3 separate regions of the Mus musculus genome follow, and regions 1 and 2 are each linked to region 3. A link is a contact called in public Hi-C and Micro-C data. All regions are on one chromosome and are shown on one strand. Each heading gives the region's core, a stretch centred on a gene start, on an enhancer-like site or on the middle of the called end of the contact. The rest is flanking DNA. Distances are from core to core; before and after follow the strand shown. Region 1 overlaps 4933417E11Rik (RIKEN cDNA 4933417E11 gene). Region 2 has its middle 18 kb from the start of Gm28818. Region 3 overlaps Gm4319 (predicted gene 4319).

Evidence for each region. A called contact is a pair of places that touch in the nucleus more often than the background predicts.
Region 1: a contact with region 3 is called in a Hi-C map of peritoneal macrophages, with 5 times the contacts expected there. The contact joins two enhancer-like sites. A contact is called at or near these places in 4 of 484 Hi-C or Micro-C datasets (cortical neurons, embryonic stem cells, macrophages and 1 more) and 1 of 115 datasets of contacts at active chromatin or transcription factors (neural progenitor cells).
Region 2: a contact with region 3 is called in a Micro-C map of macrophages, with 3 times the contacts expected there. The contact joins two enhancer-like sites. A contact is called at or near these places in 10 of 484 Hi-C or Micro-C datasets (the HPC-7 cell line, MC3T3-E1-derived osteoblasts, brown adipocytes and 6 more) and 1 of 115 datasets of contacts at active chromatin or transcription factors (pancreatic cancer cells).

The regions. Positions count from the first base shown.
Region 1 is chr1:71,966,061-71,969,317 of GRCm38.p6, forward strand. The region is part of intron 1 of 4933417E11Rik (RIKEN cDNA 4933417E11 gene); the gene reads right to left. Among named protein-coding and RNA genes, the nearest start is that of 4933417E11Rik, 38 kb to the right of the region's middle. Within about 2 kb of position 1,676, at least 15 of the 459 cell types and tissues checked have an H3K27ac peak or open chromatin away from gene starts, as enhancers often do. A contact at or near this core is called in peritoneal macrophages, where this site is marked.
Region 2 is chr1:71,915,755-71,918,931 of GRCm38.p6, forward strand. No RefSeq gene overlaps it. Among named protein-coding and RNA genes, the nearest start is that of Gm28818, 18 kb to the left of the region's middle. Within about 2 kb of position 1,422, at least 26 of the 459 cell types and tissues checked have an H3K27ac peak or open chromatin away from gene starts, as enhancers often do. A contact at or near this core is called in macrophages, where this site is marked.
Region 3 is chr1:72,105,081-72,108,078 of GRCm38.p6, forward strand. Gm4319 (predicted gene 4319) reads right to left here. Exons shown (of 3, transcript NR_166632.1): 3 at 2,037-2,998. Among named protein-coding and RNA genes, the nearest start is that of Gm4319, 17 kb to the right of the region's middle. Within about 2 kb of position 1,736, at least 38 of the 459 cell types and tissues checked have an H3K27ac peak or open chromatin away from gene starts, as enhancers often do. A contact at or near this core is called in macrophages and peritoneal macrophages, where this site is marked.

The sequences.
Region 1 (3,257 bases), core at 426-2,925, 140 kb before region 3:
TGGTATTTTTATCAGATCATTTGTGTCATCGGTCAATCAAAGGATGGCTCGGCCTTGTTTTCTGCCTTAGAGTCTCCCACAGGCCAGCCACAGTGTCAACCAGAGCCACAGAAATGTCAAGGCTTAGGTCAAGGACAGTATGATGGGTCTGCCTTGTCATCTGTAAAACAAGACTGATAGCTTCTCCATGGTTAGGCTGGAGACATTAAACTAAACCATCCTTTCCTTATGAATGTGCTACTAAAAGCTACTTCTTCAGGATGTGAACAGGTAAGGGAAGGATTCTACCATTCACCAGGTTTGAGAAACAGAGGGTTATATAAAGTTAAATTAATCGTCCTTCATCTTCTTAGAGTCAATAATGAGGCACTGCTCATTCTGAGTCTGCAAAATGATGATTTATAAGGCAGCGTTAGCCAAGCGTATCTGGCCACAATACTTTCCCAAGAGAATTCTGTGTGGTTTGTATTAAATAATAAACCAAACAACTTCAGCACAAACACCTGTCCACGGAGCCGGGCAGATCACCCACTTGCAGTCTGTAGGTGCTGATTCTGAAACACATTATAACACAGGAGTCATGGCAGTATGCCACATGGGTAGTGACAAAACTTATGTCACAGCTACCATAGCATTTGTCTAACAGAATAAATCTCCTGCTACCCCAGGAAATAAATATTGGATTCACCATACCATGCTCTGAGAGAGTACATTTTTGAGACCATCCGGTTGGATCTATTCTTGTAGAAAGAAAACAGGAGAAAATAAGACAAAGCCTGGCATGATACGTGGAGGGAAAAGTGACAAAAGTGCCATACTAAAGGCAGACCATTGCTAAACAAAAAACTAGTTCCTTTCGATTTTACTTCTGAATGTGGGGTTGGCTTAAAGGCTTAAAGGATTTGGTGGTTTTTTTAACATAGATCCAGCCCCCAAGAAAGGCAAGGAAGACATCTGGCAAAATACTGAAGATTTGTGTCTTCTTCATAAAGTGTATTTCTCAGTTGTATGTTCCTTCTTTGTTCAATGTTCTTTATTTAAAATTTAGATGTTGGGGTGAGCTTCAAAGATGTGCAGGCTGCTCTGGGAGGCTGAAAAGGTATGACACACAAGAACAGTGGCTGTTACACACCCTGGCCCTTTCCCGAGGAGTGGCTCCAATTCATTGAAGTGAGACTCGGTGGCTATATCTTTACTAGGTGATATGAACCATGGATGATATATTCAGTAGTGACATCTGTAATATAGTCAGGGTCTTCAAATTGCCTCTCCGAGGACCATAGACATTTTTATTAAGCAAAGCAGTCAAGGTAAAATTCGGGGCAGGGACATAAGTACAAGGTGACGAGACAATCACCCACCTGGGTCACAGGACAAAGCAGAAACCCAGTTACCAGAATAGAAGCACAATGTCAGAGGCGTGCACCAGCTCATCAGTGGTCAACCTGCATTTCAATACTCCTTAATTCCCAACAGATGCCATGGCTGGGTTGGTCTCAGACTCCTGAGCCTGCAGGCAGGGGCCCAGGACAAGCAGTCAGGGTTCCAAGCACAAGAATCCAGTGCTCACAGAGCCATTTCTTAGGCTTCTTTTCCATGATGACAGGGCACTGAGGTCCCGGTCAGCATGACTGCCAAGCAGAGTGGGCAGCAGAGAAGAAGGAAGTCAAGGAAAAGGGGGCACTGTCATTGGCCTGGCTTGCTGGTCCTGCAGGGAGTGGTGTCTGAGGGTGGAAAAGAGAGAGGGCTGCATTTGTTTGTTTATTTCCTCATGGCAACTTACAAACTTAGCCAAACGCAGATAAAAATTAAGTGCATGAAAACTTTCCTAACCTTCTGACTCAGAAATGTTACTAAATATGTGGGTCAGATGTAGGCGGATATAAGCAAAATCCTAAGCCCCACCCAACAGTCTCTACACGGTTTCCCCTCTGCCTTCACACAGAAAGAACTCTCAGTGCCACTGAGATGAGTTTATTTGATTTTTCTAAAATAATACAAAAGGAAAGCCAATGTGCGCCTTCCTTATGTCGCCTAAGCTCAAAGCATTGAACCATATGAGTAGACACTTGGTCACAACTTGGGATTGGTTATTTCTCTTTGTATTCTCTCTTAGTTCTCTCTGCCTTTCCGCCATTCCTGTGACAGCACATGACTGGGGTGTCCCCAAGACTAAAGGCAATATCTCCAGTGGGCTGAGACCAAGGATCAGCAAAGGAATAGAATAGTGTTGACAATGGTTTCTGACATGGCTTGCTTTCAGTGAGTAGCTCCTGGTGAGACAGGTTGACCAGCAGCTGGCAAAGGAAAAATTGATTCATTTTCAATAAATATTGGGTCAAGAGTTCAGTTGATCCATGCACATTTCTAGATTTCATTTGTGCTTTAATGAACTAGCTGGGGCAGGTGGAGGGGGTGGGGCAACTGTAAAACCAAGGGAATTCCTGTCGGACCACACCACAGAGCTCAGTGTAAAACTCAAAACTGCTTGCCACATGGGCGTGTTGATAAAGTACCTGCTGTGCAATGTGAAGACCCAGGTTGGAGCCCAGCACACACGTGAAAAAGCCAGGTGTGGTGGTTCACATCTCTAACTCCAGCACTGAGAGCAGAGAGTCGGGCAGAGCCTGGACATTCATTTGTCAGCCAGCCTAGCCAAACCGATACCCTTCAGGCTCAGTGGGAGGCTCTGTCTCAAGAACCAAAAGTGAATTGAGGAAAGGCACCCAACACTGATGTCTGTCCTACACACACACACTGACACACACACACTGACACATACACACACATGCTCCCACACACATGCACACACATGTGCATGCACATGCACTCATATACATGCATATGCATAGGCATACACACACACACACACACACACACACACATTTTTAAAGGTGAAAAATGTCACCAAACTTCACAAAAGAAATTAAAACTTCTCTTTCCTTAAAAGGAAAGAAATGTATTCATGCATGTATTTTGTGTATGTGGGTGCTTTGTCTGCATGCACATCCACACAGCAGAAGAAGGCACTGGATCCCGTTATAGATGGTTAAAGCTGTCATGTGGGCTGTGAGAATTGAACTCAGGACCTCTGGAACATCAACCAGTGCTCTTAACCACTGAGCTCTCTCCAGACCCTCCTTTCTCTCTTCTTCAAAACCACCTTTACTTAGTGTCGACTTCAGAAACTCTTTTCCCCTTGATTTGATCTAAGCTAGATTTAATTCAGTGGCACATGCCTCTAGTCCCAGCGACTC
Region 2 (3,177 bases), core at 172-2,671, 190 kb before region 3:
AAACCTGATGCCTACACAGGCATCCTGGGCAAGGATTCCAGATGCAGGATAAGCCAAGAGAACATTACATTGTTGTGTTTAAGAGGCTCCTGATAAATACATTCCAAATTGATTTAGAGCCTTAAGTAAAGCCCCTTTAAGTGTAAACACACTAAACATTTCAAAAATCAGTAAAGGACCATTGAAACAGCTTAGTAGGTGAAGTGCTTACCACAAGCCTGGCCACCTATGAATTTTCTCTGAGTCTATGACATCTATAGAAGGGACTATGAGAGGAGCAAAGCCATTCATAATGGCTTCTTAAGCTGATGGCCAGCAGGTGTGTGTGTGTGTGTGTGTGTGTGTGTGTGTGTGTGTGTGTGTGTATTTTTATCTTGCAAGTCCTTTTGGTATCATTCTATGCCCTCTGGGTTAGCTGAGGATGAATGACTTGCTGAATTCTCTGGAAGTTTTAGTAAGCTTAGAAACAAAGCTAGAAAGAGAGGGGGAAGGGCAGAGTGGCAAGATGGTGTGTGTGTGTGTGTGTGTGTGTGTGTGTATGAGAGGGAGAGAGAGAGAGAGAAAGAGAGAGAGAGAAAGAGAGGGGGGGATATATGTGTCAGGGACAAAAGGATAGCTTATGGGAGTCAGTTCTGTCTACCATGTAGATCCTGGGGTTTAATTCAAGCCCTTTGGCTTGATAGCAAGTGCCTTTGTCCACTGAACCACCTCACCAGCCCTATACATTTCTGTGTTCATGCCAGAGGTAGGTGTAAACTGACAAACCTCACAAACTTTGGATCACATGCTTGATGTTCTAGGTAAGAAATGAATAGGACAGATTTAAGTGAGGGCCACAGTGTGGATATTCCTTCCTTTCTTTCTTTTCTAATGCACTAAGAAAGAAAATGAATTGACTGGATTTTGATCAGTTCAGGTTTAAAAGAGCTGATCCAGAAATGAGTCTCTTTGTTGCACATCAAATCCTGTATCTTTATCTTTGTTGCACATCAAGTCCTGTGTCCTGTGAATAAATCAAAGCAAGTTAGAGAAATATGTATTGACTCTTTGTAAAGGATACTGACATGGTGCTGGTGTCAGATGCACTTGTCGCAGGTTCTGCACCAACGACACCTGGAGCTGCTTCCCAGGACTCTCAGAGCGTCATGATAACCAGATTTGGTTTTGTGTGGTGTCTTTGCCTTCCACCTACATCACCCATCACTCACCCATTACCTCTCCATCTCAGCCTTCATAGGCTAGCTACGTAGAAAAACATCAGGCTCAAAACAGGCTAGGCAGAGCTGTCTTCAGAGAGACAAGGGCCGTGTCCATAGCTACCATTAAATGAAAAGTGTTTTCCTTGTGTTGAGCTCATGAAGATCCATATTCTTAGACACAGAGCCAAAAATAATGGGCTTGCTTTTCCCGGTGTGGGAGGGACCCTGCCCTATGACCCAAGCTGCCCACACAACCACTGAGTAAGAGCCTTGTGACCTCTTAGAGGAAACATCCTGACTGAAAACAAGGAATTGTCACTTTAAATTGAAAAGTGTTTTGGTTTTTTTTCCTTTTTCCCTTGAGTCTTGAGTTAGTTAAAACACTCTGAAAGTTCATTGTGGTTTTAGTATAAATAACAAAACTATTATATGTAGCAGTAGGAAAGTAGTCATCACTGGTGGCTATGTTCCATCTTTTATATTGAAAACCTTAGGATTGGGGAAAAGCATTTGCATTGATGTCTCTCCCTGTTGGAAATAAGATGAGAATAAATTCAGGAGACAAGTGAAAATGAAGCAGTTCCTAATTTACAGTTCTATAGAAAGGGACGGTGTCTTAGAGAAAAGGCAAAACTGAATGGTGTACTGATTGGGAACAAACTGGCTTAAAAATCTCCCAATCAGGAGTCAATAAATTCCTGTCCTTTTCTTCTGTAGGCTAGGATTTGTCCCTTCCCCAAGTCCCACATTGATTGGGCTAGGACACAGCCTCAGATAATATCTAATTCCAGGCTCATGGACTCAGTCATATAGCAAACTACTTGTAACTTCTCAACTCTCCCCGTGTTCTGAGATGGACAGACGTCGGCCACGAGCTAGGGAAGAAAGGGTTCTATCACCTCCCACTTGCCTGTAACTAGAATCACCTCATATTAAAATGCAATCTATTATATTTCTTGTTTGTTTGTTTGTTTGTTTGTTTCAAGACAGGGTTTCTCTGTATATCCCTTACTGTCCTGGAATTCACCTTGTAAACGGTTTTAACACACAAACACAATTTTGTTTGTTTAAGTTCTACACAGCAATAAAAATGACTGTTTCAGTTTTCTCAGATGATGTTAGAGCTGTATCATGGGCACTCCTTGTCCAACTTGCAAGCAGTTTCCCTAAAGAGTCTCCATTCCCTAGCCTTCCCTTCCCCAGTCCCCTCTTTCCTAGATTGTTTACGGATTATATAAAGTTGGGGACAAACCTTGTGAATCGTGTAGCTGTCTAAGCCTCCTGAGCCCTGTAACTTCTGTTAGCTTTCTGGACCCTGTAAAGTTTCTTACTTTTCTACACTGGTTTGTTTTTTGTCAACTCGATACAATACTAGAATCATTTGAGAAGAGGGAACTGCAATTGAGAAAATGCTCCATAAGAGTGGCCTGTGAACAATCCTGAGAGGCGTTTTCTTGACTGGTGATTGGTATAAGAAAGTTCCAGTCCATTGTAAATGGTGCCATCCCTGGGCTGATGGTCCTGAGATGTCTAAGAAAGCAAGCCAGGAGGAACAATTCGGTAAGCAACACTCTTCCATGACTTCTGCTTCAGTTTTTGCCTCTAGGTTCCTGCCTTAAATTCCTGCCCTCACTTAGCTGACTGATAGACTACGACTGTAAACTGAAATAAACCCTCTGCTCGACAAGATGCTTTGTCATGGTGCTTTTCACAGCAGTAGAAACCAAACCAAGGTCCTTCTGGAGTATGAGACACTCTCCTCCTCCCTTCACTGGGACATGTTCTAATTCATAAGACATAGCCACACAGCAAAGGGATGAATGGCATTTCAGGTCACATAAACGTGGAGTTACCAAGGTTAGTTCATAAAGAGGAACAGAGAGAGGATCAGGAGAAATCCACAAGGGACAGAGAACCAAATAACAAGAAGAATGAGTCTCCGTGCCCTTGCCTCACCCTCAAGAAACTTAGCTAAGAA
Region 3 (2,998 bases), core at 486-2,985:
CACATTTTGGAATGGTGTGGGTTTTCCTGAAGTCCTCAGTAAATGCAAACTCAGCTTTCCTCTCTCCTCCATCCAATCCCACCTGGGGCTCAAGAGCTGGTTCTAAATACTCCCCAAGTACAGCCTATACTGTCATCTTGCTCTGCCTCCTATGCCAAATTTCACCTGAACCATTTATTGTTTCTACTGGAGACCCGAGTCTGTTTCATGACCCAACCCCATCTGTTTCTACGACCTAGAAAACGCTTGCTTCTCCAAAGTTCTTCCTCTCCCAGAGCCTCAATCTCCCCCAGTTGTCTCTAACTATTCCCCATGAATTACACCTGCATCTCTAACCACTGAAGGCTTCCATTACTTAGCAGTTGCATCCAAGGCTGCCTTTGCTGCCTGACATCACATGACATACTGCCAAGTCATTTCATTGTCAGATTTCTCAAAATGCTGTTAAATGGGTGATGGAGAGGAAGAGTGAATGAACGAAGGCTTTAACATCTGGCAGGGGAATTTATGAGATCTGACCACCTGGCGGCTCCTGTTAGTGATATATGTTCAATAATAACAGCCGTCAAAACAGGAAATGCATGGAGAGGTTACTGTCCATTAGTCATCTGTCTTGAAGTCCTGTCTGACCTCAGCAACAGTGACACTCATTGTTTTTAAGGCCCCAGGAATTTGCACATGGAGCTGTGAGACCCATGAGCTAAAATAAGTAGGGCAAATTCCTCCAGAAAGCTGTGCCCTGTGGAAACTGGTGAAGCGTTTAAGAGGCAACCTGCCCAAGGTTGAATACAGCTCTATCATTTGTCATCTGTGTGACCATGAGTTACAGAAGGTTTTCATCACCCTGTCTCAGTTAAAAGCAATATCCAATACTCATCAGTGCTGTCTTGGGTTCAAATCAATACTCAAACTTGCAGGACAGCAACAGACTCCACTCCGGGCATTATTAGTTTATTTGGAAGCCTATCAGACATTCTGCCACATAGGAGTCCTTGCCATAGTCAGCACAGATTCAAGTTTAAAGAGTTAAAATTTATACCAGCCAGGAATTTCTTCGGCTTAATAATCCTCGTGCCTTCTACTCTCCACAAAGACCTGGTAGCAGTCCTTGCAACAAATGCATAAGCATAACTTTCAGGTCGTCGTTCCCCCTCCCCCACCCCCACCCCCCATAATAAGGGCATTGCCAGGTCCAAGTGTTAAAAAAAAAAAAGCCAAAAAATGTAGCTTTCTAACACAGATTTCTGTGCTCCTAGTCTAGAAACAGTTCACAATCTGGTGTCAGCCTCACCATAAGCAATGTTGCCTAGCACCCGGGTTGACAATATATTCATGACTGGCTTCCATAGTAACAGTTAAGCAGAGGTCAAATCGTCATGTGTCATGGGAATTTGAATAGGATAACTCTTTTACCTCGAGATAATAATGGTAACTATCTCACACCACCATTCCAAGGTGATGAATTCACTTGTGTCCAGAGTTTAGACCACATAGAGTATAGCAAATAGTCTAAATATCAGATCTTCTTGATGTAGACTTCTGGAATTGCCTCAATTTTCTCCTTCCAGTATAGGATTTGGTTATTTTTTTTTTTAGTTGTTTCAGCTATTTCTAAATATTCCATCAAATTGAACTTCTGCTTGGGTTGACCAGAAGCCCTTTCTACCGGCACTTATGGACTCTTAGTGACCCCAGAGTGGCTAAAGGAGGAACTATCTGAGACGGGTAGTGTGAGTCAAGTCAGTTCTTACCCTTAGTCTCAGCTCTCTACAGTGGCCACGTGAGAGCTTGAAGCTTCCTACTCACCCAAAGGACCAAGGGCCCTGGGGCTCATGTGGCTTCTAGCCCAGGGCCTAAGACATCCATGCTATCAAGGAAGAAGCCACGTTAGTCTAGTAACTTTTCCTGTGATTCTCAATTCAGTTAATTAGTGACATTGGGACAGAATGTACATTTATGTGGAGTGTGGTGGCAAAACCGAAAAGTTGTGAAAGAGCTCACCAGGGGAGCTTGAACTCAGATAAACAAGACCAGGATTCGATTATGTGATTTTTTTTTTTATTTTTTTTTTTTTACCAGAACAAAGACTTCAGTCCAGTGAGGAGCAGAGTACAATGAAACATTTCTCCAAGAAGCCTCCAAATGGCGTATTCATTTCCTCCTGCCATCTGACAGATAGGAATGACCCTATCAGCAGATCTTGTTCCTCTCTGTCTCAATGAGGTAACCGTCCGGTGTGGAAACATGATGACTCGCTTTGCGGCATTTCTCCCTCCTGTCTCCTTTTTATGGCCACAGTGTCTGGCTTTTGCAATTGATCAGTCCCCACCTTGTCCCAGATTCCCCAAATCCCTTCCCTCCAACACCCTGGGTCAGAGCTGGTTTCTGACTAAAATAAGCAGAGCGAAAAACCAAGGTGACTTTCTGGTCCTGGGGTTGGGCGAGCTGACTGAAGCTGTTCATCTTGTTAAAGGGAGCGTTCATACGTACACTATTGACTTAAAGAACTGAAAAGACAGGGTTTTTATTTAAAAATTGGAGGTGAGATGTATACAAGAAGTGTCTGGATACAGGCTGATGATCTCTGACTCCTTCCCTTCTGGGAAGGCAGAGCACAGTCTAGGGCTCTTCCCTCCACACGACTTCCACCATGATATCTGTCTTACTGCAAAACTATTCTCATTCATTTTTTTCAGAAGTCCCTACTTTACCTTTCCTGAATTCAATGTACCCACAAAATAACAGAATCAATAAACTAGTTTTAGTTTTTACTTAACAAACTTACAGATCTCTTACAATGTACCAGGCAGGTTCTGAGTATTTTGCAAATGCTACCTCACTGAATCTTCACAACTGTCCCAATAAGGCAAGACTCCTGTCAACCCCGTCACAGCCTAGGAGGAAACTGAGGCTGAGATTAGAGATGAAATGATCACATATAAGTGGCTCACCGAGAGCTGGAATCTAGGTAGGACAGCTCTACAATTTAAGTTTAACC